Regions from separate parts of the Mus musculus genome. Here all the other regions are linked to region 1. A link is a contact called in public ChIA-PET and HiChIP or PLAC-seq data. All regions are on one chromosome and are shown on one strand. Each heading gives the region's core, a stretch centred on a gene start, on an enhancer-like site or on the middle of the called end of the contact. The rest is flanking DNA. Distances are from core to core; before and after follow the strand shown. Region 1 holds the start of Arhgap11a (Rho GTPase activating protein 11A). Region 2 overlaps Fmn1 (formin 1). Region 3 overlaps Fmn1 (formin 1). Region 4 overlaps Fmn1 (formin 1). Region 5 overlaps Fmn1 (formin 1). Region 6 overlaps Fmn1 (formin 1). Region 7 overlaps Aqr (aquarius).

What was found. ChIA-PET counts read pairs in DNA pulled down with a chosen protein or histone mark. HiChIP or PLAC-seq counts read pairs in DNA pulled down with a chosen protein or histone mark.
Region 2: a FOXA1 HiChIP or PLAC-seq map of pancreatic cancer cells shows a contact between it and region 1. The contact joins the enhancer-like site here to the promoter of Arhgap11a in region 1. A contact is called at or near these places in 1 of 39 promoter capture datasets (cranial neural crest) and 3 of 115 datasets of contacts at active chromatin or transcription factors (the NIH/3T3 cell line, bone marrow-derived macrophages and pancreatic cancer cells).
Region 3: an H3K4me3 HiChIP or PLAC-seq map of bone marrow-derived macrophages shows a contact between it and region 1, with 6 times the contacts expected there. The contact joins the enhancer-like site here to the promoter of Arhgap11a in region 1. A contact is called at or near these places in 2 of 39 promoter capture datasets (both in the C10 cell line), 5 of 115 datasets of contacts at active chromatin or transcription factors (the NIH/3T3 cell line, bone marrow-derived macrophages, cardiomyocytes and 1 more) and 2 of 9 other capture datasets (adipose tissue and liver).
Region 4: an H3K4me3 HiChIP or PLAC-seq map of bone marrow-derived macrophages shows a contact between it and region 1, with 6 times the contacts expected there. The contact joins the enhancer-like site here to the promoter of Arhgap11a in region 1. A contact is called at or near these places in 3 of 39 promoter capture datasets (the C10 cell line, cranial neural crest and embryonic stem cells), 1 of 15 datasets of contacts at CTCF or cohesin (the NIH/3T3 cell line), 2 of 484 Hi-C or Micro-C datasets (both in embryonic stem cells), 6 of 115 datasets of contacts at active chromatin or transcription factors (bone marrow-derived macrophages, embryonic stem cells and stem cell-derived neural progenitor cells) and 2 of 9 other capture datasets (adipose tissue and macrophages).
Region 5: an H3K27ac HiChIP or PLAC-seq map of bone marrow-derived dendritic cells shows a contact between it and region 1, with 5 times the contacts expected there. The contact joins the enhancer-like site here to the promoter of Arhgap11a in region 1. A contact is called at or near these places in 7 of 39 promoter capture datasets (cranial neural crest, embryonic stem cells, frontonasal cranial neural crest and 4 more), 11 of 115 datasets of contacts at active chromatin or transcription factors (bone marrow-derived dendritic cells, bone marrow-derived macrophages, cardiomyocytes and 6 more) and 2 of 9 other capture datasets (adipose tissue and liver).
Region 6: an HNF4G HiChIP or PLAC-seq map of pancreatic cancer cells shows a contact between it and region 1. The contact joins the enhancer-like site here to the promoter of Arhgap11a in region 1. A contact is called at or near these places in 1 of 39 promoter capture datasets (cranial neural crest), 6 of 115 datasets of contacts at active chromatin or transcription factors (bone marrow-derived macrophages, embryonic basal ganglia, embryonic stem cells and 2 more) and 1 of 9 other capture datasets (embryonic stem cells).
Region 7: a contact with region 1 is called in an RNA polymerase II ChIA-PET map of effector CD8 T cells, with 113 read pairs. The contact joins the enhancer-like site here to the promoter of Arhgap11a in region 1. A contact is called at or near these places in 13 of 39 promoter capture datasets (the 3T3-L1 cell line, the C10 cell line, the HPC-7 cell line and 7 more), 1 of 15 datasets of contacts at CTCF or cohesin (pro-B cells), 24 of 484 Hi-C or Micro-C datasets (CD4 T cells, CD8 T cells, the G1E-ER4 cell line and 12 more), 45 of 115 datasets of contacts at active chromatin or transcription factors (the 230-238 cell line, CD8 T cells, DN3 thymocytes and 28 more) and 4 of 9 other capture datasets (adipose tissue, embryonic stem cells, liver and 1 more).

Annotation. Positions count from the first base shown.
Region 1 is chr2:113,847,346-113,849,941 of GRCm38.p6, reverse strand. It overlaps Arhgap11a (Rho GTPase activating protein 11A), which reads left to right and starts at 1,281. Exons shown (of 12, transcript NM_181416.3): 1 at 1,281-1,981. The coding sequence starts at 1,853.
Region 2 is chr2:113,378,050-113,380,645 of GRCm38.p6, reverse strand. The region is part of intron 2 of Fmn1 (formin 1); the gene reads right to left. Among named protein-coding and RNA genes, the nearest start is that of Gm13963, 12 kb to the left of the region's middle. Within about 2 kb of position 1,290, at least 16 of the 459 cell types and tissues checked have an H3K27ac peak or open chromatin away from gene starts, as enhancers often do. A contact at or near this core is called in pancreatic cancer cells, where this site is marked.
Region 3 is chr2:113,396,187-113,398,782 of GRCm38.p6, reverse strand. All of the region lies in intron 2 of Fmn1 (formin 1), which reads right to left. Among named protein-coding and RNA genes, the nearest start is that of Gm13963, 5.7 kb to the right of the region's middle. Within about 2 kb of position 1,287, at least 71 of the 459 cell types and tissues checked have an H3K27ac peak or open chromatin away from gene starts, as enhancers often do. A contact at or near this core is called in bone marrow-derived macrophages and liver, where this site is marked.
Region 4 is chr2:113,448,729-113,451,324 of GRCm38.p6, reverse strand. All of the region lies in intron 4 of Fmn1 (formin 1), which reads right to left. Among named protein-coding and RNA genes, the nearest start is that of Gm13963, 58 kb to the right of the region's middle. Within about 2 kb of position 1,289, at least 94 of the 459 cell types and tissues checked have an H3K27ac peak or open chromatin away from gene starts, as enhancers often do. A contact at or near this core is called in the NIH/3T3 cell line, adipose tissue, bone marrow-derived macrophages and 1 more, where this site is marked.
Region 5 is chr2:113,493,346-113,495,941 of GRCm38.p6, reverse strand. The region is part of intron 5 of Fmn1 (formin 1); the gene reads right to left. Among named protein-coding and RNA genes, the nearest start is that of Gm13963, 100 kb to the right of the region's middle. Within about 2 kb of position 1,306, at least 19 of the 459 cell types and tissues checked have an H3K27ac peak or open chromatin away from gene starts, as enhancers often do. A contact at or near this core is called in adipose tissue and bone marrow-derived dendritic cells, where this site is marked.
Region 6 is chr2:113,536,784-113,539,379 of GRCm38.p6, reverse strand. All of the region lies in intron 7 of Fmn1 (formin 1), which reads right to left. Among named protein-coding and RNA genes, the nearest start is that of Gm13963, 150 kb to the right of the region's middle. Within about 2 kb of position 1,294, at least 49 of the 459 cell types and tissues checked have an H3K27ac peak or open chromatin away from gene starts, as enhancers often do. A contact at or near this core is called in embryonic basal ganglia and pancreatic cancer cells, where this site is marked.
Region 7 is chr2:114,143,773-114,146,368 of GRCm38.p6, reverse strand. Aqr (aquarius) reads left to right here. Exons shown (of 35, transcript NM_009702.3): 14 at 639-741. Among named protein-coding and RNA genes, the nearest start is that of Mir7002, 5.5 kb to the left of the region's middle. Within about 2 kb of position 1,293, at least 45 of the 459 cell types and tissues checked have an H3K27ac peak or open chromatin away from gene starts, as enhancers often do. A contact at or near this core is called in CD8 T cells, DN3 thymocytes, the SCID.adh cell line and 7 more, where this site is marked.

The DNA.
Region 1 (2,596 bases), core at 32-2,531:
AAACCGAAAACCACTTGCCCATGGATGGCACCACTCACAATGGGATGGGTCTTCCCCATCAATTACTTAGTAAGAAAATACCCTACAGCTGGAACGTGTGGCATTTTCCTCACTTGAGGTTCCCTCCCTTCAGATAATTTTAGCTTGTGTCAAGGTGACATAAAAACTATCCAGTGCATACATACATGGATGTAAATAGAAAGCACTATTTAATATTCAAAAGCTAACCTAAGCACCTTAAAAGGAATTCTTAGCCATCGAAGAACCAGAACAACGTGGCCTAGAGAAGGATATACACAACATAAGTTATTTTTATAGTTATGACTGAATGCATACACATTCTCTCTCTCTCTCTCTCTCTCTCTCTCTCTCTCTCTCTCTCATGTGTGTGTGTGTGTGAGAGAGAGAGAGAAAGAGAGAGAGAGAGAGAGAGAGAGAGAGAGAGAGAGAGAGAGAGAGAGAGAGAGTAGGATTACTGGTGTTTGGAAAAGGAAAGGCAGCTCTGGGAAACAAGAGGAGAAGGTGATGTCATGCATTTAAATCAGACAGCTGAGGTTTCAGTAATGGCAATGGCAAACAGGACTTCTGGTCCTTTAACCAAGTCCCACAGAGGTAAACTATTGCTGCAGCTGCCTCCTACAGCTCCGTATTCCTCCACTACTCTCTCGTGACAAGTCATCTTTGTTGTGCTTAATTACCTTAATTACCTTATGTAAGAAAATTTAATAATACCACCAGTCTCCCAAAGAAGGACCAATGGCTCACAGTTCCAATTCCCTTCTAAGACCTTGGGTCCGGGTCTCAAAAACAAAACAAAACAAACAACAACAACAACAACAACAAACGGCGTTTGTGATTCATAACTAAACTTGACTCCTCCCGCCTTCCGTAGAATCGGTTTTCCCTATGACGGGACCTTTAGCTTTAGTGGAGAAATGAAAGGGCGGAAGTGGGGGGAGGTTATGAGCTGTCTATTCGGATCTCCGAAGTATATTGTCCGAAGAGCAAAGCAAACATATTTGAACACGTTTTTGACATTTTTCTTCCAAAGAAATAGGCAAAGAGAAAGAGGAACTCACTCTCTTCACATTTCTTAACCCTGATCTCAACGCTCGCTGTGCTTTCGGCTTTGCCGGAACCTTTTAGACAGGCAGCTCCTGGCCACCCCAAAGGGTCCTCATTTTGAAAACAGGAGCGGGCCAATCGGATGCGGAGCGCTGTTTGGCGCTGGCATTTGAGCCACTGCTCAGGTGCGGTCGCGTCGGGTCTGATGTGTGCCGAGAAGGTGGGGCGCTGGCGGAGCCGAGTCACTAAGCTTTAGCGGGCCGGGGCCACAGGCAAGGCTGATGGGCTAGGGGAAAGGCTGCGTGTGAGACGGGGTGACGGCGGGGACCAGCCCGGGCAGGGACCGGGACTGGGGATCCCTGAGCAGCCGGCTGGCCCGGCTGGAGGGAGTAGCTTAAGGTTGCATTTCCATCTCAAGAAATCAGAGCGGGGAAGGCCACCCTGCGGGGAAGAGGATAAGTGGAAGTGTCCGGAAGCGAGAAACTAGCTGCAGGCGTTAGTCTGGGGAAACGGAAGAGTCAGAAAAAAGGGAAGTTTGTGGAAGTAACTGACAGGGCTGAGCGACCCGGAAAGAAGGCTGGTGGAAGTGAAACAAGAGTGAAGAGAGGCGCGAGAGAAGAAGGTCTGTGTAAGTGGATCGAGGGAAAGTGGAGGAAGAGTGCCAGAGGTGGCTGGAAGGCAGCGGAGCAGAGCGAGCCTGAGGGCGTTTGGCAAGTGGAAGAGTTGGTTGGTGGCAAAGAAAGTCAGGACCCGGAGTCGGCCTCGGAGAGTAGGCGACGTGTTCGGGATGTGGGATCAGAGACTGGTCAGATTGGCCCTGCTGCAGCAGCTTCGAGCTGTCTATGGCATTAAGGTCAAGGGTGGCCGCGGTCAGTGCGATCGCAGGAGACATGAAACTGCAGCTACGGAAATAAAGGTAAGTTACAACGTGTTGGGACAAGGGCATACCCATTTTATTCTGGATAAGAAAGACACGTGGTTAGAATGCAGTCTCGGTGGTGATGATCAGACGTGCCTCCCTATGTTGCCGTGGGTTTTTGTTTTGTTTTACAGTGCTAGGAATAGGATACCAGGCTCCCTACTTAAATACTGTGCCACCGATCTGGTAATCTGTCGTGTTTTAAACAAGCAGTATGTGGGGGAGGGGAACACACTATCCTGTCAGGCTGGGGTGGGCAGTCAGAACATTTCAAACGAATCATTAGGGAGACAGTCAGGCCAAGTTTAGAAATAGGCTTCATAGGATCCTTCTGTATCCAGCAATTTACGAAGAGGCCTGCTGCCCGACATTTTCGCAGTTTCTGATCTCTTTAGCAGAGTAGACATTACCCACCCAACATCAACATTTGTCCTTGACAAAACAAAGCTGTTTTTTTAACAAGCAAATTGAGAAACCAGAGTTGGTTGAAGTTTTTTGTTTTGTGTTGTTTTAATCACTCACTTTTGCTAAAGTCTCAGGATCCTCACCTCCACCCCCTGCTCCCCAGTTACTTTTGTGTGTGTGCACTGTTGGACCCATGCCATGCTATGC
Region 2 (2,596 bases), core at 41-2,540, 470 kb after region 1:
TTTGTCTCTATACTATGTTCTACCAATGGGAAAAAAGAACCAAGTTATCAAGTGACTCACTTTAATTAATTTGGATGTTCAGAACACATTTAAATGCATGATACATTGTGAGTGGTGATCACTCAGGAGCCCTTTACAAATAGAGTTAATCTTGCAATAATGTTAGGAGGTATATTTCTTAAAAAACACAAAAACAAAGTAATCATTACATAGCATCTGTGTTTTCGGCCCTCATCTTGAAGAGTGTGACCTTATAGAAAAGCCATTTGGAACTGGTGAATCCTCTCGTTCAATCAAATGCCACCCCGGTGGCTGGGAAACAGATTAGTTGGTAATGGGTCTGCCATACAAGCACAAGAATCTGCCTTTGGATGCCCAGCACTCATACAAAAGACAAGGTTTGGTGGCTCACGCCTGTAATATTAACAAAGACTAGAGGTAGAAAGAGGCAGCTCCTGGGGGTCTGCCAGTCAATCAGCGAGCTCCAGGTATAGTGAGTGAGACGGCCTCAAAAAGTAAGGTAGAGAGCAATAGAAGAAAACACCAAAATGGCCTCTTTCATCTACATGCCCCGCCCCCATACCCACTAATGCCACACACTAGGATAAGTACCAATGATAAAACAGAATAATTTCATACACTGATTATTAGCCTTTTGTTATACATACAGACAAGCTGGAAAAAGTTTGTTTACTTCTCAGTGATACATTACTCATAATTGGCAGAGTTTAATTCAGAGATTCTGACTTCAAGACAGCGGTTTAGTGAGTGGTATGGTAGGGAGCCTGGCTTCCTTCCAGAACAGGGGCCCAGCTCAGCTGAATAACTGTGTGGACTATGGCCTACTTGGCAAACATGGGGGAAGGTGACCAAAGACTGCTTGTGTCCTCAGAAGGCAGATCTCTTTCTCTGAGAGAAAAACCAGATCAATGGTCATTAAGACATGAGTTTTCTCCAAAAACACAGAGGCTAAAATTGAGCAGCTTTTGCAATGATAAGACTGGCAGTTTCCTGACAGAGGCCATTCATGAGGCTAGTCATACATCACGCCATTTTTCTAGACATTTGTTCTTAAAGACATGAGGAAGCTGACAGGGCTGTTGCTTATAAGAGAAAAGCTGCAGATGTGTGCTTGTGATTATGAGGTCTGCATGTTTTTAGTAGAAGGAATCAAATGACTTAAATAGTATTTGCTGATAACATAAAACTGGTTGTAAACATGAGATAGTAGCACACCAATATGCATGTGAATCCAGTTTGGAGTAGGAGCATCTTGGACTGTAGGGCAGCAGCTGGCACTTGGCAGGCATCCATAACTTGAAGACATCTGCACTGAGGCCAGAATGGCTATCATTATGACCACATAAAAAATTGTGACCACAGCAGCAAATGACAGGCAGGGAAAATGTTCCCTAAGATCCCACCTCCTCCCCATGTAAAAGCAGTGTGAAAGAATTAATCAGTGAACTAATAAAAGAATCAGAAGCATATTTATGCTAACAAGTGTACAAGTTCCTAAATCTGATGAGACCTATAAGAGTTACTCAAAATAATTACACATAGCTAAGTGGGAATCCAATTATTTGCGGAGCATAACTCTTAATCATTTCCGTAATAAAATATTTGGATGGAAAAGACTTTCAGTTCATTTAGCGTAGCTGTATGTCAGTGTAGCTTCTGCTTTTATCTTGGTCTCTATTCAAGTGATTAAGGCAACTGCTCAATCCCAACCCCCATACTTCTGATGTAGTAGGTTATGGGATGAGCCTAACAGCATTTTATGCACTTTCTGCTTGTGGTCAATGATGCTGTTGTTCAGTGTCCACAATGTAAAAGGCACTGATCTCAGTCGTGCTGGCTCTCCCATGTGTTAACACTTCCTGTGGTCATATAGCTCCTTTCCCTTATTACTTGTGCACAATATAGGGAGACCTTTACTCAGCAATTACTAGCATAGCAGTTATGTAACATAGCCCATCAGGCATGTCCAACCTTTTGACATTGAGATATGACATTGTCATTACAAAGTTAATGCCCAAGAACCACAAAATCAAGTTACAAAAAAAAAAAAAAAAAGAACTCACAATAATAAAATTGTAAGTTTACAATTTTGTGTTGGAGCACACCCACAGGTCTCTTGGGATATGTGTGTTCCCAGGTTGGAATTCTACAACCTGTATCAGATACTGATACCTGTGCACCAAAGATACACAGGTGAGTAACAGCACAGCCTCTGCTCCCACAGAGTTCAAAGTCTAGAGAGATAAATGCTAATAAAGTTGTCTGGTAAACATTATGCATTAAATTTCCCTGAGAATAAAAGGAAAAGATGTTTATCTTACAATGAGTGAAATCAGGAGTTTTACAATGAAGAAGATGGTTAGGATTCAAATGAATTTATTATACTGAAATAGCTTTAGATTTAGAGAAGGCTTTTAAACATCCCTAGTCCCTTCTCCCATCGCTTCAACACGCGCAGTTTGAGGCTTTATGTGACCAAGGTTAAGAACAGGGTAAGAATATATGAACAAAAACTTTAATGCTTTTCAAACGAAAGTGATCTAAATATTTTTGGGGAAATAAGTGATAAACATAT
Region 3 (2,596 bases), core at 38-2,537, 450 kb after region 1:
CCATTTGAGTGCTGAAGGCTTCCATACCTCCACACAGAGTTATTTAGTCGCAGATTCATTAATATTAGATGCTTAACTGCCTAACTCCCGAGCAGGGGAAGTGACTTATTTACATAGCCTGTAGGGAAAAAAAAATGCCAAATTGCTTTCTAAACTATCTCTTTTATGGACTCCTTTTTTGTGGTTGAAAGGGATTTTCTTTTAAAAGTCACTAAGTTGAGGCTGCAGTTGCTCAGTGAGATGATGGTAGCGATGTGGACCTTGTAATATAGTTGTGAAAATCTGATGAGATTCAGTGGATGAAAGGGCTCTGCCAGTGACAAAATACTGGGTGAACGAACGTGACACTTAAATAGCCTGCTTCCCACTGCAGGTACCACAGCTGTTGGCTTCAAGGGTTACCCTGGGTCATGTGGAGGCGTCTTCCCATGAGACATGGTTTGTTACTAAGCATCATGTGAGGACACGCGGGAAGTTCTTTTAGATTTCAGAGGAAGAGATAGGCAATAACCAAGGGCACATGATTGTACAGAAAGTGGGATTCCAAGCCTTCATGGACAGGAAAGCGCTAAGCAGACAGGAATCAGAAGAGAATGGTGGACTGGCAATTCAGGAGAACAGGATGCAGTGCAGAAAGGAGAGGAGCCCGGGGCCGAGTGTTTGTGCAGGAAATAGATGTAAGACGGAACTTGGAAAGGAAGGTCAGTGTAGATAGATGAAAAAGACAGGCCATCCTTGTCCACTCTCCATATTACCTCCAAACTTACTGACCAAGTTCCACTGATTTAGTTGAGTGGCCTTAATATTTCTACGTATCCTTCAATAGACCAGGGAGAAAAGGGATGAAGAATTGAGAAACAGGCAGGAAAGAGGAAGCTGTAAAGCTTGGCAACGTGCCCAGAGTGGAACCGACTCAGCCGACAGGAAGAGGAGGCAATAAAAGAGCAGTGTAGGCTGCAGGCAGGTTGGAGCAGAAACCAGGGAAAGAGGGCAGGGAGAGACAAATTACTGTAACAGCTAAATTGCAGGGCCATGAAACTTGAAGGATTCTGGATCCCACTTCCTGGTGAGTCTTCTGGCTTTGAAACCTTGGGAAGGAAAACTGATACTCATAAATAACTACGGCAGGAAAACTGCATACTGGAAGGAGTGTTCGTGTTGATTAAAGGCAAGGGGGTTTCTTGACAAAGAAAGAACTGTGGCTGGCTGGAGCTGCCGAGAATTTGCAAGATGCTATCATGGCTATATGTGGGAGTTAGAGAAAACTACAAGGCAAATGCTGCAGGAAGCCATGAGCACCTGCTGTTATCCAGGCACTGTGTTGGGAGTCTGCTGCTATCCAGGCACTGTGTTGGCAGTCAGAGAGGGGAAAAATGAGACAGGGTCTGGTGGACAATAGCAAGGAGGGGTTTTACATCTTATATCCAACAGAGAAGATAAGGCCAGACCTGCTTCCTTCAGGACCTTTTTCTCAAAAAAGATCAAATCATTATCCAACCACAGATTTCCTTTCCCATTAGTTTTCAGAAGCCATGTTTAATACTACCCAGATTCAGCACGTACCTTAAGGACCTGCAACAAACTAGAGTCTGTCTACACAGAACATCTGTTTCACTGCAGTGTCAAGAAATGGATCAAGAATCCACCTGCCTCTGCCTCCCAAGTGCTGGGATTAAAGGCGTGCACCACCAGAGGCAGGCAGATTTCTGAGTTCAAGGCCAGCCTGGTCTACAGAGTGAGTTCCAGGACAGAGTGAGAAACCCTGTCTCGAAAAACCAAAAAGAAAAAAAAAAAAAAAAAGAAAAGAAAAGGAAAGAAATGGATCAGGACAACAATGGAGCAGGAGGCTGAAGAAATAGCTCAGTTAGTTAGGCGCTTACTGTGCAAGCATTAGACCCTAGATTCAGTCCCTAGAACCACATAGGAATGGCAGCAGTATGCACTTGTAACCTTCATGCTGGGGAACCCCTGGGGCTCTCTGACCATCTAATCTACTTAGGCACTGCAGGCCAAAACATAGACTCTCTCAAGAAACAATGTAGGTAGCAGCAGAAGGTAACATCCACCTCCCTCGCAGACATGCATGCATGCATATGTTCACTATTAATTAAATGAAATCCAAGAACATCTTTCTTCATGAAGTAAAAGCTAAATGAAAAACTTAAAAGAAAAACAAACCAAGGCTTCCAGTGTATTAAAGGGACTTGACCAAAGTTAACCTACAATACAAATATTCTCAAATCACACCCAGCGCCATTCCAACTGAAGTTCCTTCCTGAGATAATAAAACCTCCTCTTTTAGCGATGCTAAATATGACATTTCATTCCATGTAAGTCTAAAGAACTCGTATCAGTACAAGAGAGAGGGGCCTGTAAGGACATGCCTGTGTTTCTGAGGGAGCTCATAGCCTTGGTCACTCAGCAGACAGGCAGGGGTGGGGAGGGAATGGTGAGGAGGAAGAGTAGGAAAAGTCGAGAAAAGAGAATGAATGGGACCGGAAGGGAGGGAAGAAGGAGGGCAAGAGAGACAGAGTCAGATGCACAGGATAAGAAAGCACGCAGATAATAGTAGAAGGCCCGGATCATCAAGAGACAG
Region 4 (2,596 bases), core at 40-2,539, 400 kb after region 1:
TTCAGGATCCACTGGCTCTGCCTCACCAGCACTGGGATTACACGCATCACCCTGCCTGGCCTCTGTTGGTATGTACAGGAGATTGTTCTGACCCATACACACGCCCTTTATGCTTGCACCTTCATGACCTCAGAGCCACATCACCGGTCCTAAAAAACTCACTATCAAGTGTATATACAAGAATTTATGTGTATAAGAATCTAGAGGAAAAAGCAAATTGAGGTGACTGGCACAATGTCTGGGTGAGTATAGCAATAGCTACAATAAGTGAAAATAAATAAGTATTCTGGAAAGAGATAGAAATATGGAATGAATTTGAATATGTGGTGTGAACTGGCACTTTTGCAAGAATGTAGCACTTACTAAATGGGACTGGGCAGATGGGTATCAGTTTGAGAAAAACAAAATTTATATGTTATTACTGATGTTTGTTAATATAAATTCATTTTATTTGGAAATAAAATCTAAACTCAATCAGGGCAGGAACCTGGAGGCAGGAGCTGATCCACAGGCCATGGGGGGTGGGGGGGCTATTTACTGGCTTGTCATCCTTGACTTGCTCAGCCTGCCTTCTTATAGAACCTGGCACTACCAACCCAGGGATGGCACCACCCACAATGAGCTGGACCCTCCCCCATAAATTACTAACTAAGAAAATGCCTTATAGCAGGACTTATGGGGGTATTTTCTTAACTGAGGTTCCCTTCTTTAAGATAACTCTAGTTTGTGTGTCAAGTTGGCATATGATTAGCCAGAACAGCAAATAACTACATAAATGCATAAACAAAAGCTATGACTTAAACTCTTTGAACACAGTATTTGAGTCTGCACTTGGGATTTCCTTGTTAAATGTCAAGCTTTAGCTGAAACTGAGTTTGGGGAAGTTGATTTTCCCACCAGGGTTCCAAGCGTTACAAGAAGTGGAAGCTTAGCACTTTTTCACCTCCAGCTTCCCAGTCTGCCCCTCTTTTCTGCATGTACCCACAAAATGCAAGGCTGTCCTGGTCTCTAGTTTGGACATCTCTAAATCATGTGCTATCAAAATCACTTCATGCAAGTGACCTAAATGGCCATAGAACACACAACAAGCAAATCCACTGCCTAGGCAGCTAAAGAGGACTTGGGACAAGTCATCTAGACACATGACTTCAAGGCAATATCCACCTAGGCGTAACACACTCTGTTAGCCATGGATGGGGAAATTAAAACTCAGACGACAGTGAGCCAATAATTCCATGATATTTTTAGCTCTCCCTGGCTGATGAAGCAAGGCTGTCTGACTCACTAGGAAGAGCTCTCTCACTTAAGGCAAATGAGAAGCAAACCAGAGGGTAGGCAGATCCTCAGTCCTGTGAGGGTTGAGCTGATCCACAGATCTCTCGATAAGAAATATTTCCAAGTTGTTCTGAGCTTGGTACCTCCAAGCTTCTGGCAGTGAAAGTCCTAGGAGAGGCCACCTATGCGGGTGGTTTGCTCATAACTTCAACAGCCTGTGCTGAGTTCTCTTTTCCACAAAAGCCATGACCCCCCTAACACTGAGAGGACAGAATTTAGGGCTTGCCAAGCCTAGCTCGGGTGTGTTGCCAGTGGAGAACAAGGTTTCTTAGATGCACAGAGGAAGAGAAACCAAAGGTGCCCAGTTCATATAAGACCACACGAGAGCTTTCGCTCTTCATGACTCCTCCCTCCGACGGGCAATTAATTAAGAGACTAATTCAACAAGAGGTGCCATTTTTAATTCCACAAGCTTTGACTTCACTTTCTCTCGGGATTTTGAGTTTCACCATAATAATATATTGAGAAATGCCACCAGTCACAGAACATAGTAGCAGAAGAGAAGCGAGTGTCAAGAACTGAGAGAGGTTCCTCATCTGAACCTGGGGGCACAAACAGATGCCTGGTCATCAGGCACACCACGCAATGATGATGGCAGCATGCTTTTTCAGTAGCTTTTGGTTCTCATTACATGGTTTTATTGACTTTTTGAGATTTGTTTCTTTTTATATTACATAGATGGGTGTTTTGTCTGTGTGCAGCATGTGCAAGCAGTGACCTCAAAGGCCAGAAGAGGGTGTCAGATACTCTATATAATTAGAGTTACCTACTGTTGTCAATTTCCATCTGGGTGCTAGGAATCAAACCCCGCTCCTCTGGAAGACCATTTCTGTGTTCTGAGTCACTTCTCCAGACTCCATGACTAGGGTTTTAAAAATTCTCAAAATACTTAGAGTCACTAAGCAAAGGCTCAGTCAGAGAAGGCTCCTGAGTATTCAGTGCATCCAAACGTGACCCGAACTGGGACAAACTCTAGACTTGGCTAGGAACTGTATCAAACTCATGAAGCTTTAGGCATGAGATGGTTAGAAACATTCTAGAAACAGAAAACTAGTTCAAGAAACAAATCCAACCAAGCATTTATTATTAAATAATGTGTCTGGAGATATATTTAGATAAAATGCAAGGCGTGTGTGTGTGTGTGTGTGTGTGTGTGTGTGTGTGTATGAAAATTTTTCTAAAAATCTTAAAATGCCCTGGATAAAGTTTTCTATAATATGTGCAAACACAGTCCGGCGTGGTGGCACACGCCTTTAATCCC
Region 5 (2,596 bases), core at 57-2,556, 350 kb after region 1:
TGAGGTTAACCTTCCCAGCTGCCCCTCCATGTCCTAAAATCCAACTCAACAGCCACAACCAGGGCCTTGGAAACACAGATCTGCTTCTTTCTCTGCACAGTACCAGTCAGTGGATCTCACGGTCTTGAGGGTGAAACTAGAGGACTTGAAAAAGCCCTGCAAGGACTCACCCACATGTAAACGTAGAACCTAGGACTTGGCAAAAGTGACTTTCCTATTCTAACACACAGTATAAAAGGTCTGAAAAATTCCACTTCAAGGCTTCATTTTCAGCTGCTGTCCTGTTTGCCACGACTATGTTCTAGGGACCAGGCTCTCTGTCGTCCCTTAGAGTCGCCAGACTCTTCACACCTTACACTCCACTCAAACTGACAGTCCCTAATAGTGTCTCTCCTTTCCCTCTAAAACTGCACCTCTCAGAGCACACCTCGGAAGCACTCAGCATGAACATCCCATGAGACAGATATTGTCATACTCTCATTCCCCCTTTGTCCCCCCTTCCTCTCTCCCTCTCTCCTCTCTCCCCCTCTCCTCTCCTAATTCCCTCTCTTCCCTTCCTTTCCTCCCCTCTCTTCTCCTCTCCCCATCCCAATGCGTCAAAAGTTTGTTCTGATTCCTTTAGCTGCTGCACAGTGCCAACAACCAGTTTGTTCAGTTCATTAACTTCACTAATACAACCTGAAAGAATGATCAGTGAATGAGATCTCTGACTCCCTATTCTATTTTTAAATGAAATAGATGAAAAATTAAATATATTATAAATTAAATAAAGATGTTTAAATGAGTATGTTTAGATGAAATAGGCTCTTAACTCATTTTTTTATATATCCTTTTCTCTTTTGTCATGTACAATGGATGTCTGGATGAATACACGGAAAGACAGATTTAATTGAAAGAGAGGATATATCACGTCTGTAAATTGATTTTAGCCTTATCTCTGTGTATAACATGCACACCATTTTTTTTAATTCCATTTTTTTTTTCAAGAAAAAAAATTTAGTATAAAAGCATGCTTGGTTCAAAAAGTAAAAGGGTCAGCCTGCCCTCTAGTGGTATATCTAGGAATTGCTTCTGAAATGAAACCAGGTTCCCTATCAGACAGGAAACCACATTTCTCAGTTAAGACTGTGTACCACTTATATTCCAACTAAAGAAAATTAAGACAAAACTAATGGTACCATTACCAACAAATGTGCAAGCTTCCACAAACATAGTAAGAAACTGTCACCCACATGGAAATCAGAGACATATATCAGATTACATTTTAGAAAGATTTTCTTCCTAGCTAGCAATGATTATACAGTTTAGGGAAGGAGTGTGCTGGTGGTACACGAAGAGGCAGTAATAACTTGGTACAAGCTTCCATGCCACCAGGAACTAATAAGCGCATTTCTCCTTCTATCTCAGCTCCTGGTTAGTGAACATGGTTTGACAACATCTGCATTTTGTGGGACAAACGTTCAGACTGCGGTACCCTGGATCCTGGGTGTGTTGGGGACTGGCTACTCCACAGCCTCCATCAGAACTCAACTCCAAGTCTGCTCACAGCCTTCTAAGGAGCCTGAATGGCTCAGGCTCAACCAAAGCAGCAACACACAGGATTTAATTCTGCTAAACTTGTGATGGTTTATATTATGCACAACAAAAAAGATAGATGAAAATATCCCTTAAGACACTCTCTGTCTTCCTTCACTGGCATCTTGGTTACACTGATATGAACATTTAGGGGAATACCAGGGAGGTTTCTAGAGATTTTTCATATGTCACATTTGTGGCAGTTTGGTTACACTGATATGAACGTTTAGGGGAATACCAGGGAGGTTTTTCATATTTCACATTTGTGGCAGTTTAGTTTAATGCCCAAACTGCTCCCCTGTCCGCTCAGAAATTATGATTTCCATGTGCTGTGTTGATGAAGACAAAGACACAAATGAATAGATCTCGGATTAACATTTTTGTGAGTTTAGCTGTATGAGCTCATGGGCAGAGAGCACTCCGTTCGCTCCAACAGCAAAGTGTAAACCTTGAGAAAGGGACCCATGAACTGGGTCAGAGATGGAGAAGTAAGGACGCCCACAAGTTTCCCCTAACGAAGGCCGCTGTGCCATCGGTATCTCCTGGAGACAACGTACAACCTAGGTACATTTTCCACTTGGCGGCTCTCCCTGGACCATTTCGCCCTGGGAGTTACCATCAATGTGACTGGATTGCACAATGAGCGGAGCCTGCCAGAGGCCATGGCTCCCTGGTGCTTCTCCTCACTTAGGAACAGAGTGTGTGATGAATGGAGTAAACCAGAAGGCTTCCCGTAACGGGAAGGTCAAGTACTGGCTGCGGCATTTCCTTGTATCCCACAACCCAAAGACTATCAGTTAAGAACAGACCAAACAGCCTGTCATTCCTCGGAAGCTTCCAAACAGCAGAAAGGACTGGCCCTAGATGGGACTGGCCCTAGACGGGACTGCTAAATTATTACGCTCTCCTCGACAGACAAAGGAAATGCCTTTTGTTTTCCCTATCTCACCTTTTTTTTTAGCATGTATCTCAATGACAACTAGATATGATTTTTATTAGATATTTTCACTTATTTACATTT
Region 6 (2,596 bases), core at 45-2,544, 310 kb after region 1:
GGATCTCAGCTGATAGGTGAGAGTTCTGTGTCCTGATCCAAGCTCCACCCCCTTCTCCAGCCTCAGAAGCCCATAGCTTCCATGAGTGGCAATTCAAAGGCTAAGCCCCTAAAAGGCTGAGTTTCACAAAAGGCATCACAAGACCCAGCTCCCTGATGTCTTACTAATGCCTTCTAAACATAGAGTGCTGCAGGCATCTCGCTGCTGCACACTGAATCGCATTCTTCCCTGAGCAATCATCTCAGAGTCTCAGCTTTTCCATTAGCAAGATGATTAGAGTACAGAGTGATCTATTTATAATAAGCCCCAGCTTAAGCACTGTGGCTTTTCTTTGGCCCTGTTTTAAATGCGTCTCTCTTTGTTAATTAATGTGCTTTATCCCAGAGTTGCAGGTCACAAGGATGTTCCTGAGGTGGACAGGGAAGAGAGAACCACGCCCGAGGAGGATGCTCCAGCAGTTTTCAGGATTGGTGAGAATGCAATAGGCACATGAAAAGCAATGTTCCAGGCTTGTCCTAAACTGAGAAAGTTGACAGAGTCTATGAGGGTAGAGAACAATTCGATAACCAGACCGTGAATGGACTCGGAGCTCTCTTTTGTTTTTAAGACTCCCCTTCTCACCTGGGATATTTTGCACATGCAAAACACCTTCATGTGACTTAATAAGGCACCTGGCATAAAAGTTCATTAATGAAGATGAAAACACTAAAACTCAGGTTATTTAGTAACCGGGGCCTGGAGCCAGATCCCAATTAAACCACTGTTGTGGTAAAGGAAGGGATCAAACTGCCCAATAGGTTCCATCTGGCTGCTTCTGTGGGTCAGCAGAGTGCCTCATGGCCGTGTCAAATTAGCCTTTTCACCTTCTTTCCAGTGCAGAGGATCTAAAGTGCTTGTCCGGGGGCCCTGGGCTGCTCAGGGGTCCGACACTCACTTGGAAGGCCCTGGCAGGTAAGGAATCCAGCTGGAAACAAGCATGACTCACGGGGAGCCAAAACCTCTTTGTCATTCATTTCACTGGAGGGCCCCTAAACCTCCAATCCCATTTGTACCCCACTGAGGAGATCTGATAACGGTCCTGGCTTTTCAAACTTCTGGCGGGGGCCTCACTGACCCATAACAGGACTGTACACATGATTTCTTCTCATACTGTCTTTGTAAATTGACCATGGCTAACCTTGCAGTTCTAATCAGATCAATCAGAATAACATTTCTTTAGCTGCTGCTGGCTGGCAGCCTCCCGGGCTGACGTGTGACTCAGAGTCAGCAGTAGACACCAAAGTCCAATTTTTGAGTTTCCAGGGGTCTCAGGTTTCTTTTGCTTTTATCACAGTTGGTGAGCTTTGTAAGGCTCGTGTTTACAGCCATGCAAATTAGCCTCAGCTGGAGAGAACTCAGGTTGGGCCAAAAGGAAATCAAACAGCAGGTCAAAGGTATTTTATCAAAAATTACAAGTGTGGCCACAGGACTGGGGTTAAACCAGGCTCCCTTAGGAAGTAAGTGGACAGCTCTGTCTGGTGTAACCTGAACTCTTGGCCTTTAGAACACACACAGAAAAAAAAGTCTGTTAAGGGATGGTGGGGTGGTGAGGAGCCACGCCAACCCAGTAGTTCCAGACCAGTTCTACCAATGGCTATGGCTGTCAAGTACTCTTTGTGTACATGGACAACGGTGAATGAATGTTGCATCTTTAGAGAAAGAAATGTGTGTGCAACTTGGTCTGCAATATGCTCATTCAGTTTCTAAACGTCTGTGAGACAAGGTCTCCACAGGCAGATAAATTCTGATATTTTGTACCTGGAAAGTTGTTTAAACTTCCTTTCCAGATGCTATGATACTTATAAATGCTAAATGCTAAAAAACAAAAACAAAAACAAAAAACAAACAGACCAAAAAAAAAAAAACTCAAAAAACCCCAAAACAAACAAACAAAAAAACCCAGACCCTAGTCAGCTACCTTCAAGGCAAGGTAGTTGACTCCAAAGCTGCATTGTGATTTTCCAAAGATTGCCAGTACTTAAAAGAACTTCATTTTAAAATTATTCCATCAAAGCTAAATAGGGGTTATTAAAATCACAGTTACTCTCTGAGGCCGGATGAGTATCCAGGCCTCATACGACACAGCAGACGCTGTAAGGCAGCTGAGTCTGCAGAACACTCTAGGAGTACTGAGATATTGGTCTGGATGGGATTCCCTTGCCCAGTTGCCCCATTACACAGAAAGTTAAATTAAGGCTGCTGGATGTTTAGTGTTCTAGTCTTCAGAATCACCACCTGAGCCTCGGAACCCTTCAAACTGAAGCTCATCTATTGACAGAATGAGACGCCTGCCATAAGGAGACTTCAAAGGCCTTGTCCAGGACCTCATTCTTGCCTAGGGTCAGTGAGACCTACAAACCAGGCTCATGGACAGCGAGCCAGTGCGACTCTCACCAGACCAGGACTGGAAATGGTATTCTGATTTAGCGGAGTGACCCTGAAGTCAACATTGTAGTTACATTTAAATGAATGCATTGGTTTTCACGTAACTAAGAACACGGCTCTGAGCTGTCTGTCCTTGATTGGCTCCTTATGAGCTGTGTGATGCTGGGCGAAT
Region 7 (2,596 bases), core at 44-2,543, 300 kb before region 1:
AGTCAATGTCAAAAGCTGTTTCTTTGGCCTGGAAAAAAACAAAAAAGTCGAAAATAGATTAGCAGTTCTGGTGTTCAGAATAGAAAAGAGGGATTTTAGAGAAAGACAAAACATTTGTGTTGTGAAAGAAAAATGTTACTAATAAAAGGAAAAAAGAAGCATAATTTATTCTTTCACATAGCAAATTATATGCAAAATGCATATTTCACATTATGTTATATTCTTTTTAAAAATGTTTCTTTGAGAGTCTGGTGTTGGTAACTTTTTCAGTAGAAACATTTTCTGTTTCGTTAATGTTGTTCTTAAATGAACCTGGCTTTGGATAGTCTGCATGTGGGAGTGAGGAGGGGCTACAGGAGCTGCTGGGCCTCGGCTGGGTCTGCAGTGGTAGCTTCAGTGGTAGAAGGTCCGTGCTATCTGTCAGTGGATTCAGGTACCATGAAAATACTTTAAATATTTTAGCAGAATTCAAAAATTCTAATTCCTGTTTCTCATTTTTGTTGTTGTTGGGGTTTTGTCCATTTGTTTGTTTTGCTGCCTGTGCGGTAGGGATATCTTCACTTTTTAAGATAATCAATAGGAAAACAGGGTTCAAGAGGAAAGGTGAATGACCTGAATAAATCTTCTCCATTCTGCAGTTCAAACACACTCCACCAGGTGGCATCATACCTCTGCCTCTTGCCAACGCTCCCTAAAAATGAAGACACAACTTTTGATAAAGAGTTTCTTCTAGAATTGCTGGTAAACATTAATATTTAACTGTCTTATAACTTCTCCTGTGGCTTTTCCCACATTTCTGAGTCACTCAGTGATATAAACAGTACTGACTGCTAGAGTTCGGGCTCAGTACTTTGCCTCTTGTGTTTGGAACTAATTAAATTAGGGGTTTGGGGGGCCAGGCCTCAGGCTTGGTTTTTCACGTCTGTGGTTTCTTTTCTCACACCTCTCAAACCTTTAAGCTCCGTTACGGCAGGAAGTCGCTGTGGCACTGAGCAGCTTCTGTGTCACCCTGCACTCATGCTCTGGAGATTCAAAGAGACCACAGCTAGACACAGTGCATGTTAATAACCGTGGCCATGTGTTATTTTAAAGGCAGTTATTCAAAAATTCTGTATTCAGTATCAGGTCATAGCCTTGATACTATAAATTCAGTAACTTAGAAATACAGTAAATGATTTCTAAGTGGCTTAAGAATTCTAAGCAATTCTTCAGTCGTCTTTATTTTCTAAACTAGCTTTTTGTTGTGGTTGTGGTTGGGTGTGGTGACTTTTTACTGTTGTTGCTGTGGCTGTTGTCTGGGTTTTGGGGTGGGGCTTGGCTTACCCTGTACATAGCGCACCACTGCACAGTCGTTCAAATCAGGGAATGAATGGGCTTCTCATGCAGTGGGCTTCTCCTGTTGCCAGGAGGGAGCACGGAGACTCTTCACCTGCACCTTGTGGAGCTCTCAGAAGACTTCTTGGACCTATTAAATTACGTGACTGTTAACTAGGTACATTTTATTAATGTGGAGGTAGACATAGCACAGTGGTAGAGACTGCTTACTTACACAATATAGTGACTACTATACCAGCACCGCAGGACGAAAGAATTCAAGGAATTCCATAACTTCTTAAAAACTCTTTAGTATTGTCTTCATTTCACCTTGTTTGGACATGTAGTCCACTGCGTTGTGTCGGGACACCTCCTTTTCATACAACATTTTCTGAAACAGATGACTATTTATGTCAAATATTTAGCCATGTCACTAACTTATGGCTCCTTAAGTGTTGACAGTTTTCACCTTTACAGATAACGCACGCGCACGAGTGTGTGTGTGTGTGCGCGCGCGCGCGTGTGTGTGCGTGTACACCCATATGTGAACATTTAACCAGAACCAGGAACTGGTTATTTCACCATGTGTGCTTATGGCTGCTGGGTTAACCTCCAAAACCAACACTCTGATGAGCCTGCACTGCCTTCGCACCAGCCTTGGTTTTGCTCAGTCTTCCTGCTTTTCCAGCAAAACAAAACAAAACAAAACAAAAGGATTTAAAGTGTTAGTTTTTCTGTTATAAGATTAAGTAGCTTTTCATCTATTTCAGACATTTTCATTGCTGAGCAAAACAAATAAGAACTAACTAACTAAATAGGCATATGTGTCTGTTGATTTTTCTTCATATTGAACCGTATTAGGCATGCCGTTCCGGGCTTTACTTTCCAAGCTTGTTCTTGTACCCGACAGAGAGCATAATTCCTCCCTGTAGGAAGATGATGGTAATATGCTAAATGTGGAGAGCAGAGACAAAGCATTTGTAACAGGTGTTTAAGGCCCAGTGACAGGTGTCTGAGTGTCATTTGGGGAGCGCTTCAGATTAGTTCCAGAATGGAAACTACTTTTTTCTTTGCATGTTTGCTCTGAGCATGTGCCTTAGATGTCTGTCTTTGCCTGTCCTCCTACAAGTCACTTGTCACTGTCTGTAACTGCAAACGCTTCCTAAAAATTCCCTGAGCTCTTTTCTGACAAGAAAATCTCTTTCAAGTCAGGCTGTTGGTACCAATACGAAGTTTTTATGAACAAAAGAAATAGAAACCTTTCCCAGGGATGATTCCCATA